Linked DNA regions of Oryzias latipes: region 2 is linked to region 1. Evidence: chromatin contacts called from public Hi-C data. All regions are on one chromosome and are shown on one strand. Each heading gives the region's core, a stretch centred on a gene start, on an enhancer-like site or on the middle of the called end of the contact. The rest is flanking DNA. Distances are from core to core; before and after follow the strand shown.

Region 1 (5,087 bases), core at 1,425-3,924:
ATTTTTTATAAATAATGTTTTTTTCTTATAATTATAGTTTTATTTTGTTAATATTATTATTAACGTTTACATATTTTTATTTACATTCATATTACATAATTCGTTTTTACGTTTTTTTTTTTATTATTACTATTACTATTCTTTCTTTGAACTTTTATATCTTTTTTTTTTTATTCAGGGTTGCCTAAATTTAGCTTCTTAAGGTCCTAGACCCGTCGGGAACCAGGAACCCTTTTTGGTAAGGCACCCTGATGCTGTTCAAGTGCAGCTCTGTATTGTTGGAACCTGCTAGTTCTTTGTGTGATTTCAGAGGTTTCCTCCAACACAGGCTGACTTGGTTGGTTTAGAGCAGGAAGCTCTCCTGGAGCAGCTCTGGCTGGAGTCCGAAGAGGGCGCCTCAAAGCAGCGTTTTGTGGTTCTTGTGCAGACTTTGAGGCTTTGGCTTTTAGAACTGCATTTTCAGCCAGAAGTGCTTCGTGTTCGTTTTTTGCAGCTTCATATTTGACCTCCAGGTGTTTTTGGCCCAGAATTTCTGAATTGATCTTTTCTAAATCTTTGGTGAGGTTAAAATTTTGTTTCTTCAATTCTGCAATGCTGGTCTCCATTTGTGGATATTCTGTGGCCAATCCTTCTAATTGTTCTTTCATGATTTCCAGATTTGTGCGTTCCTCCAAAAGGGATTTATTGATTTCTTGGACTTTGCTGATGGACTCTGTGGTTTCATTGAATTTTTCCGTCATTGGCCTGAAGTCCTCACATTGCTGTGAAAGAACTCTGATCTGCTGCTTTATTGTTTTGTATTCACTCTCCACAGCCTTTTTCTCAGCCTGCAAAGAGGAATACTGAAGCATCATGTCAGAGTCTTTCTCATTCTTTTTCTCCAGCTCTGTCAACTTTTCTTTCAGGTTGGCATTTTCTTTCTGCAGAGACTGGAACAAATCCGATTCTTCTTTGTACTTCTGTTCCAACTCATCTGGAGACACACCAAGGTTTTTGCGGATGCGTGCCCTTTCCTTGTGTAGCTTTACTTTTAGAGTTGAGAACTCCGAGGTGAGGACTCTGTTTTGGGTTGAGACCGTTTGTTGTTCAGCTTTCAATGCAGCAAATGTTTCTTTTAAATCTTGGAGATTTTTGAGGTTCTCCTGATGGTCTTTGACTTCTTTGGTGAAACGTTCATTTTCTTGTTTCAACGTTAGAATGTATGATTTGGCTTGAAGGTATTCTTGTTCTGACTGGATAAGTTGTTCCTGCTCTTTTTTCAGATTTTCCAGTGTTTTCAAGAGTTCAGCGTTGTTTTGTCTCAGTCCATTAAGGTTGATGGTAATGTCCTGGTGCTGCTGAACCCAAAGTTTTGCCTCCTCACACTGCACAGTGAGCTGGATAATTTCAGTATCAAGGCTAGAGTTCTCCTCTTCCAGAGACTTGGTTTGGATGAGGATGGAGGCGTGACGTTGTTTTGTTGCTGCCTCCTCCTCACGATGGCTTTGGAGGTCTTTGAGCTGGTTCTGGAGGGCAGTGTTTTTGTCCTGCAGTGTTTGGAGGCGATTCTTCTCGTCTTTGAGCTGAAGTTCCAGAGGTTCAAGGGCCACAAGGGTGGTTTGGACCCTGTGAACCTCTTTCAGTAGCTCACTGTTCTCCTGACTGAGAGCTTTGGCGGTGAGTTTGACTTGGATTAACTCGGTGGATAACTCTTTAGTATCCCGAACTCTGGCCTGGAGTTCCTTTAGAGTTTCTTTGAGGGTGGTGTTGGTCTCTGTCAGGAGGTTGACTTTTTCCTGTTGGTTCTTGCAACGGTCCTCCAGGGGTTTTTGCTCCTGGATTTTCTTGTTGACACGTTGCAAGTCCTTTTCCAGCTTCTTTGTAAGTGTGGCGGCCGATTTCTTTGCCTGGCAGAGTCCAGAGAAGGTCTCTCTCAGATTTTTCTTGCCTTCCAGCTCAGCGGCGAGGGTTTGCAGCTGGTTGGTCAGCAAGACGTTTTCCTGGACTCTTTTCTGAAGTTTGGAAAGGTTCTGTGTGAGGCAGCTCTCCTCAACACCAGAATTTCCAAAATGGCGAGGGAACATTTTAAATATTGATTTTCAGGATAACTAAGAAAATCTTTAAAATGTTCTCGTGGATGATAAAGAATGTAGATGCAGTTTTTGTAACGTAGAAAAAAACTGCGTGTTCCTCAGTAGCTCGAAGGTACCTGACGAGATTGCAAGGTTTTCGTAGCTGGGGAACAGAACGTATGCTCTCTGGTAGGAACCAAACGGGCAATGAAACAGAATTAGTTGAGGGTCCTATAAGGCAAAAACATGTGTGACATCATACTCTAAGCCTTTCCCCCATGAAGATCAAAGGCCTGGGCGGAGACATGCCCAGGCAAAGTCCTCTCGATGATGATGTCACACTTGGTAATGTCCCTCATCATGTGTGACATCACCAAGAGTGACATCACCAAGAGGAATGTCACTCATCGTGTGTTGCATGGCCCCTCCCCCCACTGTTTTGGGGCATTGCATTGCGCTTGGTGATGTGTGGCTTGGATGCAGCTGCTCGGCCATGGAAACCCATTCCAAGTTCTCTGCGTTCTGTACTTGGACTAATCTGAAGGTCATATCAAGTTTGGAGCTCTGTAGCAATTGAAGTCTGCAACCACTTTGCACTATGAGGTTCAACATCCGCTGACCCCTCTCTATCAATTATTTATATGTCTATCTATCTATCTATCTATCTATCTATCTATCTATCTATCTATCTATCTATCTATCTATCTATCTATCTATCTATCTATCTATCTATCTATCTATCTATCTATCTATCTATCTATCTATCTATCTATCTATCTATCTATCTATCTATCTATCTATCTATCTATCTATCTATCTATCTATCTATCTATCTATCTATCTATCTATCTATCTCTCTATCTATCTATCTATCTATCTATCTATCTATCTATCTATCTATCTATCTATCTATCTATCTATCTATCTATCTATCTATCTATCTATCTATCTATCTATCTATCTATCTATCTATCTATCTATCTATCTGTCTGTCTGTCTGTCTGTCTGTCTGTCTGTCTGTCTGTCTGTCTGTCTGTCTGTCTGTCTGTCTGTCTGTCTGTCTGTCTGTCCGTCTGTCTAACAGAAACCCAAACCTGCTGCAGTTTGTTGTATTTGAAAACATAGGATTTAGTCCGAACGTTTAGTTTGCAGTAATATGATGGAATTTCTGGAAGTTTCTGACTCCTGTGTGTGACAGCGGCGGCCGGCTCTGACAGGAACTCCGTTTCACCGCAGAGTGACGTTGCCTTCACTGACCCTGAGGGAGAACAGGCTAGCTCTGTGGCGTGTTGCCCCCAAGGCCGTGACAGGACGAGGGTGGTGTGATCGCATGCACAAGGGAGCAAGCCACAGTCACATGGCAGCACACGCCTCCACGACAAGGCAAGCCCTCTGATTGGTCGTATGATTTTACTCAGCTTGTTAATTAACTTCTGTTTGTTTTCAGTCATAGAAATAGCATGTTTTCTTTTTTATTCCATCTTTAAACATCACTTTGGAGTTCTATCTGGAATGCCGCATCAGAGTTGATCAACATAAAATTTACCTTTTTTTTCTTTTCCTAAAGCTTCCGCAATCGTTCCTGATCAGATAAAAAAACAATTTTCCGTTTTTCAGAAGGGTTAGAATCCCTGTAGAGCAAACTTTGTCTTTATTTTCACACGTTTACAATTATTTCTGCAGATTTTTTTTAATTTGAGCTTCAGCCTCGTGATTTCTAGTCGTCCTTTTCCAGATGTAGTTTTGACTTCTTTTGTTTTACATGTCGAGGCTCCAAATGTGCCTTTTTTTCCCCATTTCTAGCATTACCACTAGTGTCTCTGTGTTAAGGCGGTTACCTTTTGTACTTTTCCTGAAAATTCCTGAATTGCCGCTAGTCAGGAGGAGGAGGGATTTATAATGTATTAGTCAACTTTCTGTGTTTTTATGATCATGTTGCTTTTTTCTTTCAAAACCATTCATGTTCGTTTATTTATGATGTACATAGGTTACTTCAGGCTTTCAATCTACATATGAAATGTTCAAGAAGCCGCTGACCGGACCCAAACCATGATGAGTCCACCTCCATGTTCGAAAGTTAGAGGCGCTGTGTTTTTGTGTTTAAAAAAAGGCATTATTTTTCCTTTTGCAGGGCTCGCCTCATAAGTGAAGTTTATGTTTACCTTTTAGGTTAAAAAAGTAAAATTGGGCACAGATGTGACAGAAATTTATTTTTTTTATTGTTACAATACAAAACCTATTGTGGGATCTAAATGTTAAAATGACCAAAACATTTCAAATGATCTTGGTTTCAAAACTAACATAGCCCCCCCCCCCCCCCTTTTTTTTTGTTGTTGTTGCAAAGTTGTGGTTTTTATCATCAGACAAAAACTAGAAGAAATGTTGGATGCAAACAGGACTTTTCCAAAATGCATACAATGTTAACCCCTTCATGGCTGACTTTCTCTCTATCTATGTAAAAAAATATTCTTCAGTTTTTTCCGCTAAATTAAGTGGAGTCCTGGATTTAATGGTCCGTTGCAAATTAGCAACACATGGCGTTAAGGAGTTAAATGTTTCTGATTATCAATATCAAAAAGGTATTTATGGAAATAAGGCATGTTTATAGACATCTTTGAAGTTTGAGGAAAACTAGAAAAAGGCCTACAATGATAAAAACAAACACTTTCAAAATAGAATCTATATTATTCCTGTTTTGTTTAAACAATAAAACACAAGTTTAAAACTGAATTGACAGTGAAACTTGTCTTTGAGCAGCCAGCGGTGATGGGGGCTAAAGCCCAAAGCTTCCCAGAAAGGTGATGGGGAGCAAAAGCACTGCTGCCCTGATGGGCCGTCCTGCCGCGCCCTTCGGCAGTATGGCGTCTCTGGAGGCGGTCACGCTGCGACCGAAGGTGGGGTGGATGTGTCTGAAATTGTTCTGCAGCGGGGTCACCTGCTCTGCGTCCTCCTCCGTGGCGAAGATCTGAGAGGTAAACTGAGCCAGCTGAGAAGAAGACGGCAAACAACTCAAATCACTTTCTGCAGATAAAAAAA
Region 2 (5,087 bases), core at 1,077-3,576, 510 kb before region 1:
ATTTAGCGTTTGCATTCCAGGCCCATTCCTTTGTAATTTTATTTTTTACGCATCTTCAAACCTTGTGTGACCTCTGTATATTTCCTGCACGTGCAGTTTTACTTGTTTTGGTTTATTTAGGTGAAAGGTCACATGTGTTTTAAACCAAAACACCTGCAATTCACCTTTAAATGTATATGTTTGTGAGCGTTTTTGTGCCATATATTGTTCAAAGTATTAAAAAAAGTAGTATAAATGCAGAGAATGACACGTAAAGCCGCAGACTGGAAAAGTTTGGCATGTGTAAAAGAGGGGGGGAGAGGCAGTTGTGTTTTCATACGAGTGATCGGTACACGTGCAGACCCAGATCGCTGAAGGTCACCCTTGAAATGGAGAATCTGTGAACAAGACCTTACCTAAAACATCAGCAGTCCGGTGCCGCGCTATGAAGCAGGCGTCATCCCCATAGCACATCCCTTTCTTGAGGATACCTTTCCGAAAGTCTTTGCCGAAGCCATAACTGGCGGTGATCAGGCTGTAGTCCCGACCGTCAGTCTGAGAGAGTCCGCCCAGGACAGCCCTGGCTACCAGTCTACCATACGATAGCACGGATAACATCCCCTAGCGAAGAAAAGCTCCGTCTTGATGAGAGCACACGCTGACCCCTTTTTTCCCTCTGCGTCCGTTCACCTGCCAGCGAGTCTTCAGTCAGTCAGATCAACTTAGCCACGGATGTCTTCTTTTATCCTTCCATTCGTCCTCCACCGACCCTCTCTGTTGTGATGGCGCAGCCCCCAAAAACGTCCACGAAACTCCCACCGTTTGTCGTGACTTTTTAGCGCTCAGCTCGCGTGTCAGGTGTGCATTTCACCGACGCCGCAGTTCCTCCACTGGGTTCTCTCCTTACCGACATGTTTCCACCGGACACAAAGCTACATACGGGTGTTTGACCGTTTACTACAGTGACGTCACCAGAGCATGCGCCGACGCCTCCCAGAAAAAAAAAACTTTATTGTTTGAAGCGCCGAAAGGAAAAAAAACGTTGAGTCGGTGACCTATTAAATAAATTTTACATTTTTGACACAAGTTACTGAAGATTGTTATCATTATTTTTATAAGAACACATCCAAGGTAAACACAAATTTTAAATGGTCAATGGAGGTTTACTCTGAATACTGAACGATTCTAATGAATACTAATTCTAATCAATTATCATTTATAAAACTATCTCTGACACAAACGTCTTTCTATTTAGATTAAACGTTTTTAAAAAGTAATACACAAGGCAAATGTGTATTTTAATTCTGCTAGATAATTTTAAATGAATAAATGTGAACAAATAAATTATTATACCATTGCCTTTTAGTTATTATGTCACCAGATGCATCTTAATCTGATGGCATCTGTATGGTGACAATAAAGCATTCTATTCTATTAGATTCTATTCTATTTCTATTTTATTCTATTGTATTGTCCATTCTATCATTGTCCATCCACAAAGTCTAACCTCTATTTCCCAACACTCACCTAATCTGACCCAGCAGGGTTGGTTTATTAAGAAGACCTAATTTAAAAAAACAACAACTTTAAAATGGAAATGAGTGTTGAGTCAGAGTTACTACCATAGGGTCAAACAACAAATAACATCCGAGGATCTTAGTTATTTCTACAACTAAAACCACAATAAATAATTAAAAAACAAAAACATTAAAACTAAAGACTATTTTAGAAACACCCCAGAAAGCATTGCGATTATTTAGACCATCCTCTAGGCACAATAACAAGGTTTATTCAAAAGGAAATGCTGTTAGTAGTATTATACTATCTAGATCTTTAGCTGCCCCCCCCCCCCTTACTTTTTTTTTACATCTGCTGTGAACAAGAGCGAGCAGAGAGGACTATTTCAATAAAATGTTAGTACAGCCTGAATTGTTAAAGCAGCATCTTTTGTTTCTTAGTATGAAGAACCTGCCGGAATTTCTACTCCACAGGTTTTTCTCAGAATCGCACTGCACAGATTTGTCCATAGTTTTTATCATTCTCAGAACGTAATTGCCGATTTCATCAACTGCCGATGAACCCTGTGCTATTAGGTGTGTCATCGTCAGTCGTGATATTCTCTGGTGGATGCTCCTCTTCTTTTTTAATCGTATTATATTATATTATATTATATTATATTATATTATATTATATTATATTATATTATATTATATTATATTATATTATATTATATTATATTATATCGACCTCGTATCTTATCTGCTAACAAACTTGATTGTGACGACCAAACAAATGTATGAAAGTCACCGGAAGTCTTTTGGTGTGACGTTGTGCTCCACCTAAAAGTGACCGGCACAAACACATTCTGTCGGCTTTACTTCTACATTTTTTTATTTTAAATTTATAATAGAAGGTACTTAACATTAACATTTTACCAATTAAAAACATTTTATTTTTAAACTGGTTTCGCCGATAAAATATTACCATACACGAAACATGTACCTTGTTGTCATTTAGTCTCACATTTATTCATCTTTGCAGGCCACCAAAAGAACTATAGTGGGTTTTGGTGGACAATATCAGTCGAAAAATTGTATTTAATCAGAGAAATAAAATGTCATTAGGAAGATTATTGGACGTGCAAGCTCCTCGTAATTTCGCAGAAGTGACTCGTGTGTGTTTAGCTCCGCCTTAACCCAGGCTGCAGCCTTCTGTCTCTCGCAGTAACGGAAAAGCGACGGTGGGAGGACAACAAACGCAGCTTCTCAGAAACGCATCCTAGGAGCACGGACAGGCCATCTCAGCACGGTAGGAATAATGATAATAATATTAATGAAAACATCCGGCCATTCATTAGTTTAAGACGAATACCATACAACAATCATATTGCAGCATATTATGTATGTACCACGCGTGTTGTTATTCATCGAGGATTACGCGACTAGGCTGGCGAAATGGTAACGATGCGTTCAATGTTGTCAGTAAAAACAGGTGGCGCAATGTAAATCTTTCATTCGTTTAAATGGAAATAAATCGTAACATGACTCGAATAAATAAGTGATGCGTATAATAACAAGTCATTCCCCTTCAGTTGCTATTTTTTATTTGTAATTAAAGGATGGGCTCAATAGATGATGATTGAAGAAACAATTATATTATTTACTAGGTGTTTATCTAGTGTTTTTGATTATGAAATGTCAAGTAACAAGACTATTTATTTTCCATCCCTTACATCACAGGATAAAGATAACAAAGATGACTTGTGAGTTTGTTGTAATTGCTGTTTTCAATCTTTTCTCTTGAAGGCCATGATGGGAAGATTGTGTCAATTGGGCCTTTTGTCCCTCCTTATTATATCTCTCCTCAATATGGAACCGGCACGGGCTAAGAGAAGTAGCAGCAGCAGCAAGAAATCCTCATCGTCAAGCAACAAGGGTGGGACACACTCAAAGCCATCCAGTTCTCAGCCAGGAAACTACCCCCGGCAGCCACAGAATCCCGCCCGCAACCCAAATCCGTATCCTCCCGGAGGAAGTTATCCCCATCCTGGAGCAGGCAATCCTAATCCCGGAGGATATCCCAGGCAAAATCCACCAAATAATCCAGGAGCTGGCCATTATCCAAACCAGAATCCCGGGGGTTATCCTGCAGGTGGCTACCCAGCTGCAGGTGGAAACCCAGCTGGAGGGTATCCTAATCAATATCCAGGCAAAGGAGGATATCCTAACCAGTACCCTGCTGGTGGTGGATATCCTAACCAAAACCCTGGGAGGAATTATCCTAATCAATATCCAGGAGCTGGATACCCAGCTGGAGGGTATCCTAACCAATACCCAGGCAGAGGAGGTGTAAATCCTGGTGGTTACCCCAACTGGAATCCAAATAACAACGTGTACAATTCCAGGTTTGGCGGAGGAGGTTATGGACAGCCTGGCTATGGGATGGGCGGGTCTCCTTTCTCTCGTTCAGTGCAGGGCATGGGGATCCAGCCCAGGTCTACTGGTTTTGCAAAAAAAGCCATGATGGCAGCAGGTGTTGGTGCTCTTGCTGGGATGGCTGTGGGATACGGACTAGGGCGCTTCCCTCGACCGCATTTTAATTTCCGGAACCCTGAAGAAGAATCCTACTACAACAACTACATGTACCGTCGTTACGGTAAGGAATCCACAGATGAGAAAGACTATGGCCGAGATTACGTCTACAAAATTCCTCCACGCGCAGAGTCCTATGAGAAGTTCATGGCGCGCTGCATGAATGAGACCGACAACGGCCAGGCCAGTCGCTCCCCTGCTCCCGTGAGTGGAGTGGATACTGAGGAGGATGACACCGTCAGCATTCAGGAGATTGGGTACCCTGCCCTTATTGAGCAAATGAAGTCCCGGCGCTGCGTGGAGAAGTACATGATCTACTCAGAGCAGTTCCTTGAATCTCGATCGGAGCAACAGTCCCAGGCCGGTCGTAGCAGTGCTCTGAGCTACGGGTTATTTGAGCTTTTCACTTCCTGTTTCATGCTCCTTTCCAGCATGCTCCTGCTCCAGTGAGGAAAAACAACTTCCTCACTCTTTTTACTTCATCTCTAATGTAATTTTTACTCCCATTGTTTGTACATGCATGGCTACTTCCTCTCAATATGTATGTAACTGCCACGGTGGAAACAACAACCTTCCTAATACAAATAGCGGAGAGAAACATGTATGTAATATCCAAAAGAGCTTGTGAAAGCTTTCTAAAAGAGGTGGCTTCTAGTATATTTAGATCATCTTTTTTGTGTTGCACAAACAGTACAGTTGTTATCTCTTGTATTCATTTAGACTTTTGTTGCTCTAGCGTTGTTTTGCACTTAAAAGTTTTCGTGTACTGAAACCAGAACCAATCGGATTCAATTCTAATGGCTAGATGGGACAGAAAATAATCACTAAAGCTGTTTTACAGGACCTTTCACAGGTACATTTGTCAGTTTTGCAAAAGCTGTCACTAAAACGTCTTTTATATGCGCTCAGGCTTCAAATAGTCTGCTAGCATCTTGCATAACTAAGCCATGATTCTGTCTCTCCATTATTTTTGTCAAGAAACTGGAAGTTGAATTTATTGAAGTCACAGTTATTTAT

The links. Hi-C and Micro-C count contacts between places; a contact is called where the count stands out from the background.
Region 2: a Hi-C map of gastrula embryo shows a contact between it and region 1, with 9 times the contacts expected there. The contact joins the promoter of LOC101169548 here to the promoter of LOC111948388 in region 1. A contact is called at or near these places in 2 of 5 Hi-C or Micro-C datasets (embryo and gastrula embryo).

Annotation. Positions count from the first base shown.
Region 1 is chr12:13,810,591-13,815,677 of ASM223467v1, reverse strand. LOC111948388 (paramyosin-like) reads right to left here and starts at 2,674. Exons shown (of 1, transcript XM_023961171.1): 1 at 162-2,674. The coding sequence starts at 2,063. The coding sequence ends at 207. LOC101162147 (carbonic anhydrase 15-like) reads right to left here. Exons shown (of 8, transcript XM_023960601.1): 8 at 4,241-5,037. The coding sequence ends at 4,825.
Region 2 is chr12:14,322,388-14,327,474 of ASM223467v1, reverse strand. LOC101169548 (calcium-binding protein P) reads left to right here and starts at 2,326. Exons shown (of 2, transcript XM_011481843.3): 1 at 2,326-2,787; 2 at 3,285-4,721. The coding sequence starts at 3,288. The coding sequence ends at 4,520. LOC101169795 (protein phosphatase PTC7 homolog) reads right to left here and starts at 940. Exons shown (of 6, transcript XM_004074797.4): 1 at 396-940. The coding sequence starts at 597.